2 separate regions of the Callithrix jacchus genome follow, and region 1 is linked to region 2. The links are chromatin contacts, called in public Hi-C maps. All regions are on one chromosome and are shown on one strand. The core of a region is the stretch at or near the end of the contact, and the rest is flanking DNA. Distances in the headings are between cores, read along the strand shown. Region 1 overlaps LOC118149919 (a long non-coding RNA gene). Region 2 holds the start of OLIG2 (oligodendrocyte transcription factor 2).

What was found. A called contact is a pair of places that touch in the nucleus more often than the background predicts.
Region 1: a contact with region 2 is called in a Hi-C map of skeletal muscle, with 2.6 times the contacts expected there. The contact joins the enhancer-like site here to the promoter of OLIG2 in region 2. A contact is called at or near these places in 2 of 3 Hi-C or Micro-C datasets (induced pluripotent stem cells and skeletal muscle).

The regions. Positions count from the first base shown.
Region 1 is chr21:39,171,074-39,177,432 of calJac240_pri, reverse strand. All of the region lies in intron 1 of LOC118149919 (a long non-coding RNA gene), which reads left to right. Among named protein-coding and RNA genes, the nearest start is that of OLIG1, 49 kb to the right of the region's middle. Within about 2 kb of position 1,697, at least 2 of the 16 cell types and tissues checked have an H3K27ac peak or open chromatin away from gene starts, as enhancers often do.
Region 2 is chr21:39,074,564-39,080,597 of calJac240_pri, reverse strand. OLIG2 (oligodendrocyte transcription factor 2) reads right to left here and starts at 1,568. Exons shown (of 2, transcript XM_035283055.3): 1 at 1,244-1,568; 2 at 1-669. The coding sequence starts at 607.

The DNA.
Region 1 (6,359 bases), core at 448-2,947, 97 kb before region 2:
AGCTTGTGATTCACCCACCTTGGCCTCCCAAAGTGCTGGGATTATAGGTGTGAGCCATTGAGCCCAGCCTGCATTGTGTCTCACTAGGCAACAGCAACACTGATTACGAATGATAGCTCCCGTCTCACTCAGGATACTCGACCCACTGCTACTGGGATTCTACATTTGTTTGGAGAGGTGGAGGTGCAGCTAGAAGAAGAGGAAGTGGGAGCATTATAAAGAGCATTTTGAAAGGTTTTTTGAGTGAGAGGAAATGAGACTTGATGGAGCAGGCATGGAAAGTTGTTGCTGATTCCTGAATTGGGTTCAATATATTGACAATGGCATGAAAGGGATTAAGAATCCTGACCCCAAGCAGTCTGCTAGGCTATCCCGTTTTCCAAGGGAGAGGGGTGGGCATTGTAAAACTTTCTTGATTAAACACGTGGATTCAGAATGAATGAATTCATGCATTTGGCTGTAGTGAGATTTAAATGAATGAACACATGGAGACTCGCAGTGCAGTGCTGGGAACAACACATGCTAGACACACAAACACATGGGAAACCCCAGCTAGAGCCGGGCAGATGAGAAGCAACTTTCCAACGGGCCTAAAACCCCTACCCAGCTAAAAACCCAAGAATCTAAAGGTACGGCATTGATCACTTTCTCCACCATCGCTAGTGCTGCGGCCTGTTCTTTTTATTTGCAACGATGCTTTCTCTCTGAGGAATTCCCAAGTTCTTACAAACTTGAAATTACCCAGGGGAAATGAATCCTCACCAGCAAGAAAGCAGAAATGAAGCTCCTCAACCAAAAGAAACTCCCTTCACCTCTCTGTCTCCCTCTGTGCCACCTCCCTCACCTAAAATAACCCAGGTCAACTCTGCCCACCTGCTCTGTCGCCGCCTGTGCCAGCCTCAGTCATCAGCTGACCCAGCATGATTGCTAATGAATCCTGTGCACTTTCACCAGGAGGGTTTCTTTGGAGAAGTCCAGGAAGGTGTTTGAAAAAGGCCAGTGCCTCTTTGTTTTTTAATAACCGTTCTGTGACTTCAACCACTTCGATTCTACATCTATTCTGTTTGCAGAGGACAGGATTCTCCTGTCGCAGTGTCTGATCTTGATGAAGGCTTCTTGACGCTTTGGATCTGCTAAGACCACACACAGAGTATTTGTGGTTATTGGTCTCTTGGGAGAAGATGTTTATTCCCCTGATGATAAAACTCCGACAGAGAGACCTGACTTTGCGGACACCAAGTTCAAGACAGAGGGATGGTCATGAGCCTTGAGCTGGGATTGCAAGAGCTGCTCTTGGCAGTGTGTTCAAAATTCTGTAACTGGAGATGATGCAGATAGATGTCCACTTCCAGGTTGTCAACGGTTGTCCGAGAAGCACCAGTACCCACTGGCCAGTAAGGGGCGCTGTTGATTGAGGGACTGTGACCGGAAGGTTTCAGGGGGAAAAGAAGTGACCCGCAGATGTGGTCTGTGATTCTAGTTCCTTAAAGACTTCCCTCTTTGGGGGACGATCTGATTAGCGCTGGAAGACCCAAACCAGTGGCTTCAACCCCAGCCAGCAGCCCCACTCTGCTTTGTACTCTCGGAACAGAAACTGATCCCCACGGCGGCTTTTCTCCTTTGCCTGTCCGGCCTCTCTCCCTCCCGACAGTGCAGAGGGTCCAGGCCGCCGCAGGAGGCATCACTGTGATTGGTCCAGGCTGCGAACTGCTGCGTGCTCGTTCACTTTCCTTCACTATTGCCTTCGTGTTTATTTATCTCCGAAAACGATCATGGCTGCATCTGATCCTTTCATGCAGCCATTGTCACTACTCTCTCATACTGGAATCTACCAGGCACTTGGTTTGATAGACTACTAAAATAGTTAACGAAAGTCCTCAGATTTTGTGTGTTGCGGGGGGCAGGAGAGAAATAGAAAAAATAGAGAAAGAAAACAATCTGAAGATATTGCATTCCATATTTATCCTGTGTGTCCCGCATGTGATGGGTCCTATATTTGTAATCACATTATATATATATTACATATATCCTTAAAAAAAAAAAAAAAAAAAACTCTCCCAGTCCCCATTTAGCTGAGTTTTAAAGACAGAGTGCTTCTCTGTGCTAGGGCATCAGCTGGGGGACACTGTGCCCAAAGGCCGGAGGCTCTTTCCTGTGTGGAGCTCTTTCCCTGCAAGCAAGGCCTGTGTTCGCGGGAGGGCACTTAGAGACACCCTCAAAGGGCTATAGAAGTGCAAATTATTAATAGACATTATTCCAGTGATGCTCACTTAAACCTCATTGGCAGCGGATGAAGCAGTGGCGGCCCCTGGCCATTCGTTCGGGTTTCTCCTGCTGTTCCCTCTCGACTGAGGACTGCAGCAAACAGGAGATGTTTGAAAACTCAGCATTATCTGCATTTTTCTGGTTTTATGGGTCAAGGGAGGGAACCCTGATTTTAAGGGAAAGGTGTATTTTCTTGAGTTGGCAGTGAACAAGTTAAAGGGATACTGTCCCCCCTTCTTTTTTGAGGTTATATTGAAAGATAAAAGTGTCCCTATTAACATGCAGATCTGAATATCCATTTGCAAAGAACAGAGTTATTTCAGATGCTGTATGGGAATCCTTTTTGTACTTGTATCTTTGGGGGTGGGAAGTCCAGCTGCCTCTTCTAAGATTGCCCATAACTCTTCAGATGTCAACAAATCATTGAAAGGTGTCAGAATGGGGGAAATGAAAGATAATTATTCTGGCTGTGGAGAGCTACTTTGAAAGTGAATAGAATCTGTCAGATCGTCTTTTGAAAACGGCAGTTGGCTGCTTGTCTTGGCCATATTAAATGGATATATCTGGAGCCCAGTGAGGTTGCTTGAGATGGCGGTAATCAGCTTAAGTTGGTTTTGGTAGAGAAAAAAAAAGCACTAGAAACGGGGCAATTACTGAGTTGGCGTAGAACAGACGCCCTGATATGGTGATGCCAGGAATTTCTATTCATTTCTTAAAAAAATGGAATCTTACATTGTTTGTGAATGAATACAGAGCAAAGTCCATAAGGACTTGATAATTTCCAGATGGGGTGGGTGTGGGGTGGCAGGGGAGCCTTCAAGGGGATCCTGTGGGCCTGGGTGAGTGAACGGGCCACACTCGGAAGAGAGGACAATTCCGTTTCTTCGCAGGGACTGAACCAGTAACAGGAGGGCAGAGAGACTTTGACTGAATGAAATGGATGTAGGGTGTTGATGCCAAAATGAAGCCCCATCTGACTTGGTTCATGTCCCCAGGTGGCACAGCAACAAGGAAGCAATTTTGGACAAATGTTCAGCTTCATATAAAAGTAGAGTTGTGGGCCAGGCGTGTGGTGGCTCACACCTGTAATCCCAGCACTTTGGGAGGCCCAGGCAAGTGGATCATGAGGTCAGGAGTTCAAGACCAGCCTGGCCAAGATGGTGAAACCCCATCTCTACTAAAAATGCAAAAATTAGCCGGGCATGGTGGTGCGTACCTGTAGTCCCAGCTACTCAAGAGGCTGAAGCAGAGAATTGCTTGAACTGGGGAGGTGGAGGTTGCAGTGAGCTGAGATTGTGCCACTGTACTCCAGTCTGGGTGACAGAGCAAGACTCCTAAAGAAAAAAGAAAAAGTAGAGTTGTTCCTGCTTCCCCTTATCCAAAGCCAGATTCTGGGGAACTTGAACTTCCCAGTTCATGGAAGAAACATCAGATCCAATACAGGGAGGGTCAGGAGAGGCGTTGCCTGACTTTCCCCAAGCCTCACACCTAGACTTTAGGGGCTCACCCAGAACGCAGCTGTGCATAAGGTCCTAGAAACATGACTCATGGCTTGCACCTCTCCCACGCCAGACCACGCGGACATGCACGATCAAAGAGGTTTTTTTTTTTTTGCAAGCCCTGTAGTTGTTCCGTAGATAATACAGCTAGATTTTCATTGTGTTTCTATGTTAGAAGTAAATCTTTAAAATAGATGACAATTTGTCTATTCTTGTCAAAGCATTTCTTCATTTGCTAACATAATGTGAGCCCTCTGTGGTCTGGGCTGCTGGTTCTGCGGGAACAGGGCAAAGCAGGTTCTTCAGGTCATAGGAGCTTGGGCCAGATGGCTGGGTGGCTTTGCAGTCTGTGGAATGAGTCTCCATGGCTCCTGACCACAGACATGTGCCTGTCACCAAAACAAGGAAGAGTCTGCCTGCCCCACTTCTCTTCTCATATTTGGGGCCAGTCAGGTGGAGAGACACCTTCTTACCACATGTGGCCTGTGTACTCCGATCTGATGGGGTTGCAAGGGCCTGCTGTGCCCAGGATCAGGTTCCAGGTGTCCTCTGCCCTCCAGCCAGCCGCTGACATTTTTATATTTAGAAAGCCTGCCCCAAACAGGCAGCTCTTCCAGCCGGGGGACACTGCTTGCTACCAGGAAGGAGGGCACATTAGGGGTACCTGCTCCTCTGCTGGGTTTCTGCAGAAACATGCCACCCCCATTAGAGTTTTGGCCAGGGACTGTCAACCTGTTGCCATACCAGTGACTGCTATCACAAGAGAAGCACCTTCTCGGAATTCCGGGCCCAGTAAGAGATGCAGCCTGTTTTCCCTGCTTCACCAATAGATCGTTCATTGTCCTGTCCTCCTTTGCTAAAGGTGGGTGGGGCAGCACAAAATTTTTCTGATTCAACATGTGTGGATTCCACATTAATTCTTTTTTTTGAAACAGAGTCTCACTCTGTTGCCCAGGCTGGAGTGCAGTGGTGCGATTTCAGCTTACTACTACCTCTGCCTCCTGGGTTCAGGCAATTCTCCTGCCTCAGCCTCCTGAGTAGCTGGGATTAATAGGCCTGCATCACCATGCCCAGCTAATTTTGTAAAACACTTCAGCCTCTCAAAGTGCTGGGATTACAGGCGTGAGCCACCATGCCTGGCATGATTCCACATTAATTCTTATGCACACATTTTTGAGCCCATGGCCATTCCTGACACATTGGCTTTATCCCATTGGATATAAGATGTAATTGGTCGGCTCACTGACCTGTTTATATTTATATATTTGTTTACTCACTGAGAGTCTCCCTCTCAGTCTTCAGAAGAAGATCCAATGAGGACTCAGAGTGCTGGTCCCCAGGCTTGGAAAGGTGAGGCCCCTCTGACAATTTCTGCGCCTTGGCTCTTGTTTTCATCTGTCAACGCTGACACCATTTGGGGTTAGTGGCTTCTTTGATGTGGCTTCTCAGGGTACTGGGCTTTGTACCTAATGCCCAGGGACCCCAGTTCCAGTTGGCCCAGCCTCTGTCAGCGGTTACCTGCTTGCCCTTGGGTGAGTTGTTTACCTTGAATGGCTTCTGGGTCATTTCAAATAGAAAAATCTCCTTCCCGTTTAGGGCATCTAAGGACTTTGTTCATAAGGCAAATCTGACCCCATTTTTCTCATTCTCTGGCAAACTGCCACCCAGTGGTAAGTTTCAGAACCATAAAAATGTGGCCAGAAGCAAGGATGTGGGCCCAGAGTGTCCCTGGGGCCACCACATTCAAGGTGCAGGAGAGTTTCTACCTGGTTCTGATACCCCAGAGGAGGACAGAGTCCGAAGGCAGCTTATCCTTTTGGGTCATACATCTCTGCTCAGAGACACAGCCCTTACTGTTGCACACAGGCTGGGGAGGGGCAAGAGGCTCTGTCCATGGGGTACTAACTCTGCGTGCGGCTGGACATTCAGCACGAGGCACAAAGTCTGTGTTTATAATCCTCTCTGCTGTAATGACCGGGCATTCCTTCAACAGCGAGAATTTGTGTGGGACACTTTTACTTCCTGCCAGGCCCATCTTATAAGTTATTGTTTCATCAGTGGATCCATATATCTGTCCTCAATCATGTCCTGTTTATTAATAAATTTTACTTCTGCACTTGCAGAAAGTTTCTTTTTTAAAAAAACACTTTACTCTCTTGACCCTTAAACTGTAAAGGTTTCCAAAATGGAAAACATGATGAGAGAAGGGGGAAAGGGAGATCTCATTTATTTGGGAAATATTTTTTTTCTGAATACCCCATAAAACATTCAAAAACATGGAAGGAAGGCTGGCTTAAGAGTCCAAAAAGCTAGATTCTAATCTGGGTCTCACTTTTCTAGCTCTGTGACCTTGAGCAGCTTACTCAACCTCTCTGAGCTTCATTCTCTTTCTCTATGGAAAGGCGAGAATAAGATGCGCTTCCTTTTGTATATTATCCAAATTAGCATGTGTGAAAGTAATTTGTCAAAGGTAAGAGACTGTATGTAGGTAAAGCATTGGTATTAATAAAACAAGACAAACAGAAATGACTTGGGTCATCGTTGCTATGACTTAGAGCTGATACTAAAATAGCTCTGGGAAAAAAGTCATGTGCT
Region 2 (6,034 bases), core at 319-2,818:
CGGTGGCAGCGGGCAGGGGAGCGGAGTGCGCCAGGCCGCCGCAGGCCGACGGGTGGAAGCCAGCGTGATGGCCCCCGTAGATCTCGCTCACCAGTCGCTTCATCTCCTCCAGCGAGTTGGTGAGCATGAGGATGTAGTTGCGCGCCAGCAGCAGCGTGGCGATCTTGGAGAGCTTGCGCACCGAAGGGCCGTGCGCATAAGGCATGACCTCGCGCAGGCCGTCCATGGCGATATTGAGGTCGTGCATGCGCTTGCGCTCGCGGCTGTTGATCTTGAGACGAAGCTGCTGCAGCTCCGGCTCCGTCATTTGCTTCTTGTCCTTCTTGGTGGACGATGCGGCCGCCGACGACGTGGACGACGAGGTGCTGGACGAGGATGACTTGAAGCCACTGCCTCCTAGCTTGTCCCCAGGATGCACGCCTGCGGAGCCCATAGCGCCGCGCAGCTCAGCGCTCAGCTCCGGCGGGCAGTCGCTCGGCGTGGACGAGGACACCGTGCCCCCAGTGAAGGCGCTGCCGCTGCTGCCCTTACTCCGGGCCGGCAGAAAAAGGTCATCGGGCTCTGGCGACGACGGGCGGCTGGACACCAGGCTGGCGTCCGAGTCCATGGCCCCGGGGAAGGATAGTCGTCGCAGCTTTCACGGGGGTTTCCTTCCCTGGGACCCGAAAACTTCAGGAGAGGAGGAGGAGAGAGAGAGACAGAGAGAGAGAGAGAGAGAGAGAGAGAGAGAGAGAGAGAGAGAGAGAGAGAGAGAGAGAGAGAGAGATCAGTGAGTGAGACGGAAAAGCTGCTCCCGCCTGCACCGCAGTACCGCAGCGTGGGGTCCAGACACAGGTGGCGCGTGGCTTCTGGTCCCCCTCGCTACTACCTCTCTAGCCTTCCTTTTAGCGGCACGCGCGTACCTACAATTAAGTTCTCTTCATCTCCCCTGCGCTCTCATGCAACAGGTTATTTCAGGGAGCGTTGGTGACCCTCGCGGTACGGGTGGCATTCTAGAGGCTTCATGCTTTCAGTTAGGAATGGGAAAGCTGAGCCTCCCGGGCCGGAATAAACTAGTGGGAAGTGAGGGCCTTTCTTTGGGGAGGGTGAAGAGCTAAATAGGGAACTAATGATTTGGTTCCTTAAACGGATCCACCTCATCTCCGTCGACACCGCGCAGCAAACACATGCATACGCACAGGCACCCAGCCCCGGCCTGGGGCCCGGATTCCACGCGCTGCGTCCGGAGACCACGGGGGCTCACCAGCTGACTGGGGCTTGGGCAGCAGGAGCTTTGGTCGCCCGGACTTCTCGCTTTTGGCGAGGGGAATGCAGAGGTGAGTGTGGGAAGGACGGAACAGCAAAGTCGTTCTGGAGTACTGTCCCGCAGTGGAGGGACCCAGACTCCCGGCATCGGAGCATTCTGGGTCACAGCCGAGTTGAGGAGCGTCGGTCCCTGGGATTTAGGCTGGGGCTGCTGGGGGCGGGGACACTTACTGTGGATGCGTTTTGAGGAGCTCGCTCCTAAAAGCCTCAGCGGAGAACCTGGCACTAGGCGCTGGTGTCGCGTCGGTCTATAATAAGCATCCGCACCTTTCCAGGCTCTGCCGGTTTTATAGCCCGGTGGCAGCGGCGACGGCGGCAGCGGTGGCCGGGGCGGGGGCGGGGAACAATGTGAGAATCCTGGAGGGGCTGCAGCGCCAATGAGCTGGGCCCGCCGGGGGGCTGGGAAGCTGACGTCATCCGGGCTAATTCCGCTCAATGAAACTTGCCAGGCCCGGCACACGCCTCCTCCCAGCGCACAACCAATGGGTGCCTGTGCCGGGAGATTCTTGGGGAGGGACTGGAGGAGGGACCCAAGGAGGCAGTGAGAGGCTAGGGGGAGGAGAAGGGCGGGCTCCAGGGGGATGGAGAGAGGGCTGAGCAAGCTGGGGACCCAGGGAGAAAGGGAACATAGTGAAATTTCTGTAAAAATACGGCCACAACGGAGTCATGCTGGGGGATGGGATGGGACGGGGACCCTGCAGAGTCTAACAATCTAACCTGATGCCGCACGCAGCCGCAGCTTTTGGGATGCGCGCGGATAACCCTGGCGACCCAGGATCCGGGGCTGGAGTCTCCTCACTAGCTCTTCCTCTCTCTGGTTTCTCACCCCCTGTTTCCATCTCACGGGTTTCATCAACACGCGGGCATTTGGGGCCCCAAATGTGAACCATGTCCAGGCACAAAGTCCTCACTTTCTTAGCGCTCTCCTTGCGCCTATAGGAGGTTGCTGTGGCTGCAGCTCCGCGGGCGGCCGGTAGCGCCCCCAGCTGGGGGCAGGGCCTTGAGGGGCAGAGGGCGGGCAAGCCAGGAGGGGACGGACTCCAGAAAAGTCTTAAAAGAAATCACAACTCTCCTTTAGGTTGAGGATGGTGTGGGTACAGGGACGGGTTATTTCCGTACAGTAACTGCACCAGCACAAGGACAGAGTCGTGACTGTACTTAAACACCCCTCCACTTATTAGCAGGGGAGCCGGATGATAGTAAATTTCAGCATCCTCTTTGTGATCCTCACACGCCTTGGGGCAGGGGCAATGCTGGCATCTGTAGTCCAAGCAGGGACTGCTGTAAAAGCTTAGTAAAGAGCCTTCCGCCCCAGTCACCTGCTTTCTGGAACTGCAAAGAGAAGCCTCAGGCCTGGGCAAGGCTTCTCCATGCTGTGGGCCCGAGAGCGAGATCAAACCCCTCGCGACCGTGTTAGGACACGTTTTCCTGATTGCAGGCTGGCTCTGAAACCTGAAAACTCTTAACGATGAGGAATTAAGCCCCAACTGGAGAAGCACCTCACTGAGGTAACAGGTATGGATGCATTCACCCATTTTACAGATGGAAAAACTCAAGACTGACTGCAGCAAGCCTACAGAAAAAATTGCTAAGCCTTTACAGAGCAGCCCTACAGATGCTGGCGTTGGCAGTTCCTTACAGTACAGGCAGCCAGCCGCCTGTCTCCCCCACCTATAACTTGTTCCCCGAGCTGAATTTCCCACACCCGTACATTTCGAATTCAGAAATTTGTTTCTGCAGATTTCGAATGCTAGCGCTTGACACTGAGAGCTCGCGCATACAGTCACACAGTCTCCTAGGGAGTGTGAGGATCTTCGGGTTGCTTCCGCGCTGGGGAGCTTTTAATGTGCAAGTACGATTTTTAAAACAAGCAAACAAATAAGCATAGTAAATAATTGGTCTTCAAGTAGCAAACTTACAAAATAAACAAATACAGAAAGAAACCCACGTTTTTGCCCCTAGTTCTAGATACGTCTCCCTCTGAGGTCTACGCTAGCAGCCCAGCCGGCTCTTGCCTTCGCCCCAGTCTCGTGCCTTCTGGAGCATTATTTTTCAATCCGCGTGTTTCCCAGCTGGCTCTGCAGCCATCCGTTAAATATGTATTTAAAACATGAAGAACTGAAGCGTGGTGTTATGTCGTCCAACGGTTACAAGGATGACCCATAACCGTTCAATTAGTAGAATCTGTCACACGGACGACGCAGGGAGCGGGGGTGGGGATCAGAAAGGGCTCGGCATTTGAAGATGCCTCCTTCAGGCCTACCCTGCCAACCACAGGGAGGATTTGTGTGGAGGTGAGCGCTGTGGGGCCACCAGCTGGGGCGTGGAGTTGTGCGCCTGCCAGTGTAGCTAATAAACAGCAGCAGGCGCAGCGTGCTCGCGCCTTGGTTGCAGCCGCTGAGGTTAGTCCAGCCGCCGGCACGTGTCCCGGAACGCTGTTTCCTTTTTCGTTGCTGCCCACTGGTGTCTGTCCTGCGTCTGGCCTGCGGCGGTGAGAGCACGCGGTCTGAGGTTCTTTGCACACTCGGTCCAGTGACTGGAGTTGGGAGTCAGGGGTGAAAGTCGAGGGGCCCGTCCTGGCACGGCGCGAGTCTAGGACCTGGAAGGCAGAGTCCGAAGGCAGGAGAGCTGGCTTGCTAGCCAGGTTTCCGCGTGGATGCACGGTCGTAGGACGCTCCAGGCCCTAGCCTGTCCCTCACCACCTGGCCTAGGCGGCCGTGGATGTTCTGGGGCTGTGCAGTGGCACCTCGCTGTCCTCACTCCCCACGCAGGGAGCACAGGCTGCTGCTCTGTGCTGCTGCTAGCCCCTTCTTCAATCGGCGGCCTCGTCCAAACATCCTCCTTTCGCCAGAGTAGCTTGGGAAGTGGGGGAAGTTTGTGTTCCCTTTGGGCTCCCTAAGCCCTGGTGCCAATCGGATGCTCAGTACCTCTCGCTGTATCTTCTGTGCCTCCCCACCCTCTCCCAGGAATAACCAGAAATTACATCCCGCTGCCCGAACTTGCCCGGGTGCGTCCTGGAGGCGTCCCCAGCACTTGTCCGGGTCCTGCGTCTCGAGCCCCGCGGTAGACGTCTTGGACGGGTCCCAGGCACCGCGGTTCCCACCGGCGCGCGAAACTGGGGTCCTTTCCTGGGGAATGGAGTGCTCACTTGTCGAGGCTAATGGGCCCCGGCTGCGGGAGTTCCTGGCTGGCCTCCGCGTACTGGTGCTGTGGGCCTCCTCCGTGTTTTTCCCTCTTCTTTGTGTTTCTCTCCCCACAAAAGACCGGGTGCGTGTCGGAGCCGGCCTTTGTTGGACCTCTGGGCGGCCGGGGCGGGGGGAGCCGGTGCCCAACCGGCCGGCTCTCTCCGGGCTCCGGGACGCAGACCTCCCACTGCTTCCCGGGTCCCTCCCGGGCCTTCTTTCTGGTTCTCTCCCTTCCCTTCTCCGAGTTCCTGCTCACATTCAGGCTGCGTCTCGGCCTGGCTGCCAAACAGAACGACGTTCTAGTGCAGAGCTAACCAGGGGTGGCGGTGGGAGGCAAGGCTCCGGGCACCGGAAAGGAAGGGAAAGAAAAAGGCATTGCAGCCATCGCTCCTGAAGAACAGCGTTTGGCTCCCAAACGTGTGGGACATGACCCCTTAGAAGTCAGAACTCTGCAAGCAAATGGTGTGTCTTTTTCACAACACAGCTCCAAGAGTCGTCCAGGGTCAGCGCGGCTGGTGGGAACCGCGGCTCCCGGGACGGGTCCAGGACAGTTCACGCTGGGTGCAGAGGATGGGTCCTGGCCCTTGGCAGGTGTTTGGTAAATACTTCAGAATGCACAAACGTGCAGATGTGCACGCGGACTTGTGTAAAACATGGTCAGTAAAATGCATGTAAATGCAGGCAAAGGTGTGTTATGTGTTTACTCGCTGTATATGATAAACTATCAGGTTTGTAATCTGGATCTTGGAGTATATGGGCGCCTTTAGAATGACTGGGCTGTCGACTTCCATCTAATGACAACTGTGACCACTTAAAGACAACCGAAATTGTGCCAGGAGTTTCGGGTGTCTTGACAGACATCATTTAATTTAGTCTCACTGGCCATAGGAGAAAGGCATGACTCCAATTTTACAGACGGGGAAACTGACTCTCACAGAGAGCTGCGGCCATTTGCCGAGATTCTGCCGGCAGAGGGCCGAGTCCAGGGAGAGCCTGGCGCAGGCAGGGAGTGTGGCCTCAGAGAGGTAGAGATCTCCAGTTGTCCTTTCTCCACCTCAGGTTCTCATTAATAAAATGGGTTTCTAGAAGCTACCTGTGGCTTCCAAGGTGTCTGCTGGGAGATTTCGAGTGTAAGAACCAAATGACGCCCTCCCCTTGTAATTTTTGTCTTCACAGTGAGGCAGTGTGAATCCAGGATCCCCTGAGCTGGCTTGGTTTAAGCTCGGTGCCAGCAGAGGCTGGGCTCCAGGAGCATTACAGAGGAAGGCCTGAAGCTTGCAGGGAAGGGGGCTGCCCCACGGAAACTAAAGAGCAACAAACAAAAAAGCAACCTAACAAAGCCCAAACCAGCTACCGCCCCTCCCATCAACCTCTCTGTCAGGATCCCGATCTCGTCTGGAAAGCTGGGTTGACAGCCGCCTGACTATCCTTGAAGTGCCCTTGAAGTTAAGCTGCCCTCCACCTCGCAGTGGGTATATACTGGGATAGGACTGAAGGGGGCGCAGTGAACTTTCACTGAGCTCAGCTTGCAAACAGCTATCTCA